2 separate regions of the Mus musculus genome follow, and region 2 is linked to region 1. The links are chromatin contacts, called in public promoter capture Hi-C maps. All regions are on one chromosome and are shown on one strand. Each heading gives the region's core, a stretch centred on a gene start, on an enhancer-like site or on the middle of the called end of the contact. The rest is flanking DNA. Distances are from core to core; before and after follow the strand shown. Region 1 holds the start of Prkd1 (protein kinase D1). Region 2 has its middle 37 kb from the start of Gm34581.

Region 1 (5,146 bases), core at 1,402-3,901:
CCAGCTCCAGCTCCGGTGAGGAGGAAACAGGACCATAGCCCATTGAGGTCATCTTTGCCTACAGAGTGAGATGCTGTCTCAATCCAGCTCCCCATAGGAAAGAAACTTGGAACTGTCAACTCTGTGTGTATGTGAGTGTGTGTGTTTGAGTGTGAGTGTGTGTGAGTGAGTGTGTGTGTGTGAGTGTGTGTGAGTGTGTGTGTGAGTGTGTGTGTGAGTGTGTGTGTGAGTGTGTGTGTGTATGTGTGTGAGAGGGTGTGTGTGAGAGAGAGAGAGAGAGAGAGAGAGAGAGAGAGAGAGAGTGTGTGTGTGTGAGGTTCTGCTGGCTATAGAGTTCAAGCTGCTTTAAGTTTTGTTGTGTCTTTGTGTTGCTTCCTTTTTTTTTTTCTTCATCTAGTAATGGCTTAGGTTCTTTAAAATAATTTCAATTTCTTGGTCTGTTTCTGTCTTTTGCTTCCTTTTCAACTATTTCCAGCACCCTACAAGAATCTTTCACATCATGGATACAGCATAAGGAGTTATTCACAGATTTTTCTTCCAAAGTGGTTCACCCGTGTTTTTCTCTCTCTCTCTCTCATAAAATTGATGAGTATGTGAAGTTGTTCTGAGAAACCTTGTCTAGCTTTGAATTGACCTCCAATGTAGTCTTGACCCACTTCTGTTCCTTGAATATGGGGCTCATAATTCCTGTTCTGGTTATTACCATTTGACTGTTTAGTGTCATTTCAAACGAAATGCTTAGAGAATGAATCGTCCTTCTCCCCAACCTGCTTCTTTTCTGTTTTCTGTCTCAATTATTAGCAGCAGAGAATCACACACATTTCTCAAAAAACCATAGAGTCCTTGGTGACACTTCTATTTCCCTACCATTGGAGAATCTGCGTAAACAGCAGGGTCTCCATCCTGCCTCCACATTAAGAACTCTAGCCTCTTGTTTCTCAGCACCTCCACTACCATCATGATGATCCTGTAGAGGGAGGGGCAACAGCTAGGGTCCCTAACCTACTGCCCCTGCTTTTATTCCTTTCGCTTGCGATTTGCTTCCTGCATAACAGTCAAAGAATGTTCCTTCAAAACATGTTAATCACATCTACTGGCTTGTTGAAATCCTCCCAGTGGTTCAGTGGTGCATTGAGAATAAACCACAAACAATTTAGCACAGCTTTGAAGAACTGGTTCCTATTTGCCCTCCAGCCTCATTTCTTCTGTGCCTTAAGCAAGTGCAGTAAGCCCTCTCTTGGGGTCTTTTGCATGCTATATGACTTGAAGACCATTACCTAAGCTTGTCTTAAGACCAGTCCTTCCCATCAACCAGTCCTTGGCTCAAATGGAAACACCCCAGGAAAGATTTGTTTTCTTCACTGGTCAAAGTGTTGAGCCTCATGTTCTTGATCATGGTTACTGCTGTTAACCACTGTGTTACTGTTATTTATGGCAATTGTTGCTGTCAGAACTAACTTCATTTACTGTCTTACTTTTATATTTTCAATGTAATCAGTTATGGCAAGAACATAGTCTGACTTCATAAGTGGATAGCTAGTGCCCGCAGACTCTGGGACAGAAGTCCTGTGTTCAGAGCTATGATAGCTAGAAAGCACAGATGGCTTAGGTAAAACTAGTTCCTTTAAAGCAGTCTGTAAACTTAGGAACGACACCCCTATCCAGTCTACTCAAATAGTCGTTTGTACCATTAATTTAGAGAGTTTTCTAGAATAGTGAATTGACTATATGTAGGTGGGAATTTCAAGATTCCATTACTGACATACAACACAACTCTGTAGAAAACCACATCTCAATGTTCTGGTCCAGAAGAGAACCATTAATCAAAAACAGACAAACAAGCAAACCAACCAAAACAAAACAAAATTAACACACTGCAAACGAAAATATGCAAAAATGGTTTGTGTGCTTGTGCATGTAAGAGGACACATTGGGGAAACTAAAGTGAGAAGAAGCGCTGCCAAGATGGAGCCTGTTCAGAATTTACTAAGAATTATCAGAAGGCCTCTGATAACAATCATTGCAGCCTGTTAAACCAAATAGGGTCCCTGTACATCTACAGATGCAAAGAACCCATCCCGATAGAAAGGACAGAAATATAGTCAGGCTCTACTGTCTCTGAAGCACCTCTTTTTGCCCAGCCACCAGTATAATCAGATCAAAATTAGTGCTGTGGGTGTGGGGCTGGAATTGCTCCTAGAAAGCCAGGTTAAGGTTGACAGTTTTGAAGAGGCTGAAACACAGAAGTTCCAAACACAAAACAAAGTAGAAAGCAAGAACCCTATTTAGACCCTTAAGAAGGCGGTGGGTGGAGCAGGTGGGGTTGATGGAAAGGATACAGACTCCGCTATTACAAGAGAGACACGGTTTTAAAGAGGTCAGCTGACTGGCCCTTTAACAAACTCGAGGGCTCCCAGAGGGAGTCCCCCGTTAGGTGGGCTCTACCAGGCTGGCGTTTCCCGGTCCACTCCTGTGCGGGCGCTTGGAAGGGGGTGGTCAGGACTGCCCTGAATGGGCGGGTCCGCGGCTTTAGAGTCCGCCGAGTGGGCTGGGGCGGCTGCTGCGCGCAGGGGGCGGCTCCCCGTCGGGCTCCGGTTCCCCTCGTCGGCTCCGCGGCGCCGCCCTCGCCCCGCCCCGCCCCGCCGGCGCCGGTCGCGCGGACCCGCCGTGGTCCCCGGAGCGGAGCGCGCCGCGGCCGCAGTAGCTGGGCGCCTCCCCCGCGCTGCCGCGCGCCCGCCTGCTCGCCTGCCCGCCCGCCGGCCCCGGCTCCGCTCGGCCATCTTCGCGGCTCCCGCCCTCACCAGCTCCGGTCGCGCGCCCTGTCCCCGCGCGCGGACTTTCCCGGAAAGTTTGGTGGTTCTTCTCCGCCGCCGCAGGCAGCGGCGCCGCGCCCCACGTCCGCCAAACTTTGGGGCTCACTGGCGCGATGAGCGTCCCTCCGCTGCTGCGACCGCCTAGCCCGCTCCTGCCCGCCGCGGCCGCCGTGGCTGCTGCCGCCGCTGCGCTGGTCCCAGGCTCCGGGCCCGCGCCCTTCCCGGCGCCTGGGGCCGCCCCGGCGGGGGGCATCTCGTTCCATCTGCAGATCGGCCTGAGCCGCGAGCCGGTGCTGCTCCTGCAGGACTCCTCTGGCGACTACAGCCTGGCGCATGTCCGGGAGATGGCTTGTTCCATCGTGGACCAGAAGGTAAGGTGCCCCGGGTCCACCAACTTTGCAGCCGACCTCGCCTGCGCCGTACAGCCTGGCTGTGGCCGGACTGCATGCCCTAGCCCCAGGCACTGCTCTGCCTGCCGCGCAGTCTTCCTGGGGGCTGACCTCCTGCTCCTTCTCTGGCACGCCTGCCTTCTCACCTCCTTTACCTCCCTTCTTGCGATGACAGTTCAAGGAATCTTGCACTTTTCTCCTCGCGCTCCGGCGTATTCTTGAGGTTTCCTGGCTGTCCTGACTCTTTTTCCCTGGACCAGAGCCTACCTGGTACCAGATCCGCTTTCCAGCGCCAGAGATCCCTTGGGACAGCCCAGAGCTTTTTCAGCCCCACTCCCTTCCACTACATCCTCTTTCAGCTCTAATTGATGCTGAGGAGTTCCGGGTGTGACCTGGACGCCAGGAATTTCTCACCTGCCAATAGTGCTTTTAAGAAAGGGTGATTGATTAAGCCAGCTGTGAAAACAACCGAGGAGTTGGTACCACTACCCAAGTCCGCCCTGGATTTAGTACTACCACTGTGCGAGCTTAGAAACATTTTCCAACAATAAAACCTGAAATTTACAGCGTTTTTTGGCTTAAATTTCCATGCACTGATCTTGGGAGACTGGAGTAGTGAGAAGGTCTGTGGTTCCAAGAACATCCAGTGCTGGCTTTGCTCTTAAGTTTGAGGCTATGGGACTTTGGATAGTGGTCATCAAAGACTGGCTGGGGAGAGGCCCATAAAGCTGGGCTAGGCCACCCATCATTGTTTCCAGTGCACTTTTGAAGTTAGGTTATCTCCACAGCCATCCAGAAGGATGCTTCATGTAAGGGGGAAGGGCCCTTGGTGCCACTCCTTCACAGTATGGACTGCCAGGGTTCTGGGGGAGGAGAGAGAGATAGAGGAGTTAGCTAAAGGTGCTGACTTTCAACTCTGGAGGGCTGACTGGCTAGTTCTCACCCTTTAATGAACAGTCAAGAGCGGATTTTCTTAAACTGTTTGGAACAACGTGTCTTACGCTTTTTGAGCGGTGTAAATAGTGGTGCTGAGTACAGAGGTCTAGGGAGTTGCTCTGGGGAAGCACCCACTAATGCAGGAAGTGAAAATTCTAGAGGTCAGACTCAAGTAACAGTGAGTGCCTTGAAGTTTTGTTAATTAAAGGGAGTGATATTTTTTCGTTATATAATTGAACTCTTTGTAGTTCCCTTGAAGTACTGAATCCAGCCGCCCCCTCCCCCAGGATGGTGAATTATGCAAGTATTCTAGGCTCTGACTGCCTCACTGTATAGCCTTCAAATATTTCTGTTATGATATGGATTAATTAATTAAAAAGCACTGCCACACAGGCATACACAACACATGTAATGAAATTATTCAGAAAGTCCCTTCGGTACTATAACAACAATCTAACTGTAAGTTCTAAAGAAGATGGTGTAGTGTTAGAATATCCCAAAAGGGCTAAGTTAATACAAACTTTGTTTTGACCTGCTTAAACTCTGTGTGTTTCTGTGTTTCTGGTCTGTCCTTGAGGTTTTGAGTGGGGAATATGATTCAAGAGGTTTGGGTTGGGGTTTGGATACAGTGAATTTTACAGTTGACTCTGGGTTGCTGCCTGGGAGTGTTATCAGTACCCAGGAGAAGTGCAAGCAAGAGGACATGCAGGGCAAAGCAGGCTGGGACAGCCTCAGTAGTAGATACACAGAAGGTTCACTTAGGAAAAAAAGTCTTGAGATGATTAGGAACTTACATTGTAAAAAAACAAAAAAACCGAAAACTCGGTAATCTTCTCAAAAGAGAGATATCCATACCGCACGTATCTGAGATCCACATTAGCTTTGTGGAGGGTGTTTTAGAATGGCCAAAATGTAATGGCAGAAAGAAAACTGGAATGCAGTCAAGTGTTGTGCTGTGTAGACCTGAGCCAAGATCTGGGGGTGGGGATGAGGGGAGGAGCTGGAGGA
Region 2 (5,146 bases), core at 1,588-4,087, 290 kb before region 1:
CCACCTGCATTTCCCCCATTTCTGTGTGTCTGTGATCTATCTTTTCAGAGTGCAATTACTGATTTTAAATTTGAGGGCCAAACATTAATTAACACTGAACATGGACAGGACCCAGACTCCCACTTGAGATACATGGTGTAGAATACTACACCCTGAAAAAAATGAGAAAGTTGGATAATAGGAACTTTCCTTAGATGAGATACATAACAGAGTCCTGAGCAAATAAGGTCACATATCGGAGATCTCTTAGCCATGTTCTTTATCATTGCTTCCAAATTTGGAGGCCAGGAATACTCACAGTGAAATTTGGTCCATGTTAGATACAGCAGGATCAGGCAACTCAAGTTATTATTTAGTAGGCTAAATATCCATCTATTTTATTTAGTGTGGGCAGAAGATCTTGTCAGAGGCATCAGTTACTTATGTATCTAATGACGTCTTCATTGAGATCACCATCTACTGCCTATGATTCATCAACAGCGTAAGACATGTGAATGTACCAGGTGCTGCCCCCATAGAACTCTCCTGAGAGCTTTTGTGTCACCCTCAGCAGCTCACCTCAAAGTGGCATCTGTGTCGTGACATTTAGACTCTGCCACTTTGCCATAGTACCTGGCTTTTTATGTGGGTGTAGGAATCTGAACTCAGGCCCTCATGCTTTCATAGAAAGCACCTGATCAGCTGAGTCTTGTCTGTAGTCTCTGATGTCTGTAGTCTTGATGTCTGTAGTCTTGTCTGTAGTCTCTGATCAGCTGAGTCTTGTCTGTAGTTTCTCTATGTGCATTTTAAGAGGTTAGTAAGGCTTAGTTTTTAGAAAGTATGAATGAGAATTCAGAGGGCAAGAAATGCTCTGTGCAAAATATTCCTTTACAAGAAATGCCAGAAAGATGGAGTGGACTAAAACATGGGACATGTCAGAGAACAAGTAGGAGAGCTCAGATGGAGTTGGAGTAGGGTCTAGTATAGAATCTATAAGCACACACACGTAGAAATGATATAAACAAGATAGAGAGAATCAATAGATGTGCTTGTGGGTTTTTATAGGTGAGTTGCATAAGAGCAAAGTGTCTGAAAGACTAGCCATGTTTCTTTTTTTTTTTTTATATATGAATGGGTATAAGAGTTGAATTAGAAGCCAAAGGAACTTTACAATCCTGGTATAAAGCAATCAGGACTTAAACATATTTTCTACTGGCTGAATATGTAGAAAAAGATTGGAGGAGGGTTATATACATATAAACCTAATGAGTCCATGTAGCTCAGCATCATTGAAATCTCAGTGTCCTGGTGCTTCTGATAGCCATGGACAGATCTGGCATGGGCGAAGTTCAGAGGTGAGAATCACGAACACAGGGTTTGTTACCCTAACATATATGGCTACAACCAACAACCATTTTGCTGAATGTGTCATGGGGTTGGAAAATGGTTAGAAAAACACTGGAGACATGGATGATTTGGCTTTGTTGTTGAAGAAGGGGTAACCTGTGAACCACTCATGCCATTGCTGTCAAAATCACCACCATCACAAAGCCTGGATAGTCCAAAGGATGGGTAGGTAAAAGTATTTATAAAGTTAAACATATAAAAATCAAATGCAGATGAAGTTCATGTTAAAAAAGCAAAACACGAAGGATGGAAAACAATGGAGCATTTGACAAATAGAAACAAACAAGTGGTAAGAAATTCAGTTAAGAGCCATGGCGAAGTGATGATTTCCAGGAGGGTAAAGAGGATTTACCAGAGTGAAGTTCCTTACAGGCTAAGTGGTGAATGACTGGAGACACGGACTGCCAGAACGGTTGGATCTTAGAGAACTTCTAGTGTCAGAGCCTTCAGAAGTCAGGCAAAGAAGCACTACCCAGCCCTGGCACACAGTTCCTGGGCTCTAGTAGAAAGACTGGCTCTAATCTGCACATTTAGACAATAGCATATGGGCTTGGTGAATTTACTGCATTGGGATAAAACAGGGAAAAAGAAATTTACTGGAAGGAGGGGTGTCGAAAGGTTTAAGTGAAGTACTAATATTCTTACAATAGGAGTCATACATATAGGTAAAGAAAGAGAATCAATACGGTGAAAGGGTCAGTGGGTCCAGGGTTTTAGAAGGTCTGAAGAGAAAAGGGATAGTGTAGGCTAAGAGACAGGAGGTGGTGATCCACAGACACACTGAAAGGCTATTTTCTTTTCCTTTATCCACCCACTAACCAGTGCCTAATATAGCACTTTTAAAAATACTGTTTGTGTAAGTGCAACATGCTAATTTATTAATTGAGGAGAAGAATGGTGTTTCGGGGACTCGGGCAGCAATAAGGGGAGGAACACAGAGGCAGACCTAGGGTCTAACCGGTGATACAAACCCTGGGCGCTGAAAGGAATTCAGAAGCTTCACTTTTGGACGCTGCAAAGAAGATGGCTGCTGTTTTAGTCAATTTTAAAGATAATGATTTTTTTTTAAAGCTGTCTGACTCCTTTATACCTTCTATCCAAATTGAAGTAATAGGCCAGACATTCAGATCAAACTGTCCCTCCAGGAGAAAGAGACTTGCCAAGGAAACCTTGGCCAGATGGGAGCTGTAGAAAGAGGCTCAGAACTGAGAGCGGGTTTGCTTGCCCAGTCAGTTTGGATTTAAACCAGGTGCCCCCAGGCTAGAAGGCCGGAGTTTTGCCAGCGAAGAGCAGGGATGTAAGCGGCTATTGTGTGAAAACAAGCTAGGTTGCGTGGTTGCGGGGAATATGGTCCAAGGATCATACGTGCATCTGTTTGCTAATGCTCTTGAGTAGCTATTCCATACGATGTGCGCCTTTGTTTCCTGGTTTCCCGAGGCGTGAACACGGCCACATCTTCACCAAAGCACTAGGTGGCAGCACAGGACATCTATTCAACTGTCTCTCGCCACAGGCTGCTGGAATTTTGACAGATACAAAACGGTACCTGTGGTTTTGTGTATAAAACTGGTATAACTGTTTGTACATTTAAAAACCGTAACAATAAATTAAACATAAGGGAAAGGGTTTGCTAATAAATACAGTGTTAGACTGCATTTTTGTATACCAGGTGACAAGCTTGGGCATTCAAACCTGATTTGCGTAGGGGATGGGCAGGATGGGAAACAGGTTGAAGGAACTGCAAAATGTACATGCTGGGTGGCTGCAGCTCCCTTCAGGGCTGTTGTTGATCTGTCCATATGTCTGTGTGCACTACACAGAGGTGAAAACTTAGGGAAGTGAGGGGAATGGGATGTCTGGACGTCTGGATGCAGTGATTCTAGGAAGAACACACTCTGTGATTCCAAGCTCATGTTTTGTGGAAGGTGAAAGTGTGAGCATATTATGTTTGTTTTACTTAAAGAGATGCACGTCGTACTCTTTCACATTCTTACCTGGTATTTAGAATATTTGGAAAGTAGGCTCCTTAAGCTTACGTACATCCTAGTAGATAGGGCTAGACTCAATGCATGCTGCCGTATTTGTCTGTAGGTTGGCTATACATTATTTTGATCAGAACAAGCTGCTGCTTGAGACACTAAGCTTGATCCAGCAAGGGTGGACCATTTGATATGCTACCAAGACAGAAAGCTCAAACATTTCAAAAAGCCATGTACCATCTGTAACTGAGCAACTCAAAGTCAAAAGCCTATTATAATGGTAATGGTCAAGGCAAAATATTTTTATTCATTCTCCTATTCAATAAATGTTTGTCTTTTATTATTTGCCAATCACATAATACTGAAAAATGAAAAAGATAAAAATGGAAAACAAAATGAATACTCAAATACCACGCAACATCTCCTCTACTACAAAGACAATAATGAGAGTTCCAAGCCGTCACTCTGGTGTCATAGAGTCCACAGACATTTCTACTACTTAGTTCTCACGCTAATTCTATGCTTTGGCTTTTTTTCTACAGGCTAAGAACTGAAGTTGACAAATAATTGGTAATGTGCTTACGGTTGTTATGAGCATGCCAAGGGGATGTGAGCTTTAAATTCTTCCCATGATGCTATGCAACTGCACATTTCTGAACAAGGGGGTGACTCTGAGTGTAACTGTGCTCGCTGTCAACCTGGATGACGGGAACTCAATCCCTGGAACTCATATGGTCAAAGACCTGAACCTGGTTTCTGACTACCACACATGTATGGCCGTACAGACCCCCCTCCATAAATAAACTAATGCAGTAAAGAAAATGCTCTATATTGTATTCTGTTCTTGACTTGTATCTGACGACATGTAAGTCTCAAAAATCTAGGTTAAAAACATTTGAATTCAAGCTCTGTGTGATTATTTAGTAAATAAAGTTTAGAAATCTAGCACTCCACTAACTTTGGAATAAGAAAGTGCTAAGAAAGGAAAAAAAAATCTTCCTTGGTTTGTTTTTGCTTAATTGCTTGTTTACAAATAAAACAACTGGTCTTTTTAAACAGCATTCTTTTTTTTTTTTTTTTCTAAATGTGGATTACAATTTTTTTTCTGGTGAAGGAAAGTATCTTGTTTATTGACTTTACATAAATAACTCTCAGGTCTTTTGTTTGCTTTCCTGCTTTCTCATAAGCCTCACCATCTTGCAGACATCTTTCTTATTTGTTGAATGAAGACAGCATTCTTCCTGATCTATTGGCTTCATTTGGTCCACTTTTTAGTCATTCCCTAGGACTTTAAGTTTTCAAATCAGAACTTTCCTCAAGTCACGTTGCACAAGGTTGTCCCCACTTTGCCCTCAAGTGTCAGTAGCCTCCTCTGTCCATGGAAGCAAGGTTCCCAACAGAGCATCACACCTGGAAGTGGGTGCTTCTCGTTTTCTCACATCAGGTTGCTAACTCTCTAAGTTCTGTGTGCCTTCTGCAGTGGCAGATTCTAGATCAAGCTCACCTATAGATACCGGGGCATGGGTTGTGGAGCAGAGATGTAATATACTGATCATTCAAAGACAATAAAGAGATTGTGTTGCCTTGTTTTCAGAGGGTTGCCCATTCTAGCGACATGGTCACAAAGGGCCAGTTATAGACAACCACCATCCGAACTGAATCATAGTGCTACAGGAGAAAATGTCAGGGGTAGGCTTGGTAGAGTCTAGAAACTGAACACACAGCCTGTGCTGTAAGTCAGATGTGAAGACAAAATTCAACAAGGGGCTGTTTTCCTTTGA

Evidence for each region. Promoter capture Hi-C pulls out the DNA fragments that hold promoters and counts their contacts.
Region 2: a contact with region 1 is called in a promoter capture Hi-C map of hippocampal neurons, with 4 times the contacts expected there. The contact joins the enhancer-like site here to the promoter of Prkd1 in region 1. A contact is called at or near these places in 12 of 39 promoter capture datasets (the 3T3-L1 cell line, cranial neural crest, embryonic stem cells and 4 more), 1 of 15 datasets of contacts at CTCF or cohesin (the NIH/3T3 cell line), 6 of 484 Hi-C or Micro-C datasets (the HL-1 cell line, Sertoli cells, cortical neurons and 3 more), 6 of 115 datasets of contacts at active chromatin or transcription factors (a beta-TC-6 cell line, embryonic forebrain, embryonic stem cells and 2 more) and 1 of 9 other capture datasets (embryonic stem cells).

The regions. Positions count from the first base shown.
Region 1 is chr12:50,646,754-50,651,899 of GRCm38.p6, reverse strand. Prkd1 (protein kinase D1) reads left to right here and starts at 2,651. Exons shown (of 19, transcript NM_008858.4): 1 at 2,651-3,184. The coding sequence starts at 2,927.
Region 2 is chr12:50,941,527-50,946,672 of GRCm38.p6, reverse strand. No RefSeq gene overlaps it. Among named protein-coding and RNA genes, the nearest start is that of Gm34581, 37 kb to the left of the region's middle. Within about 2 kb of position 2,837, at least 42 of the 459 cell types and tissues checked have an H3K27ac peak or open chromatin away from gene starts, as enhancers often do. A contact at or near this core is called in cortical neurons, embryonic forebrain, frontal cortex and 2 more, where this site is marked.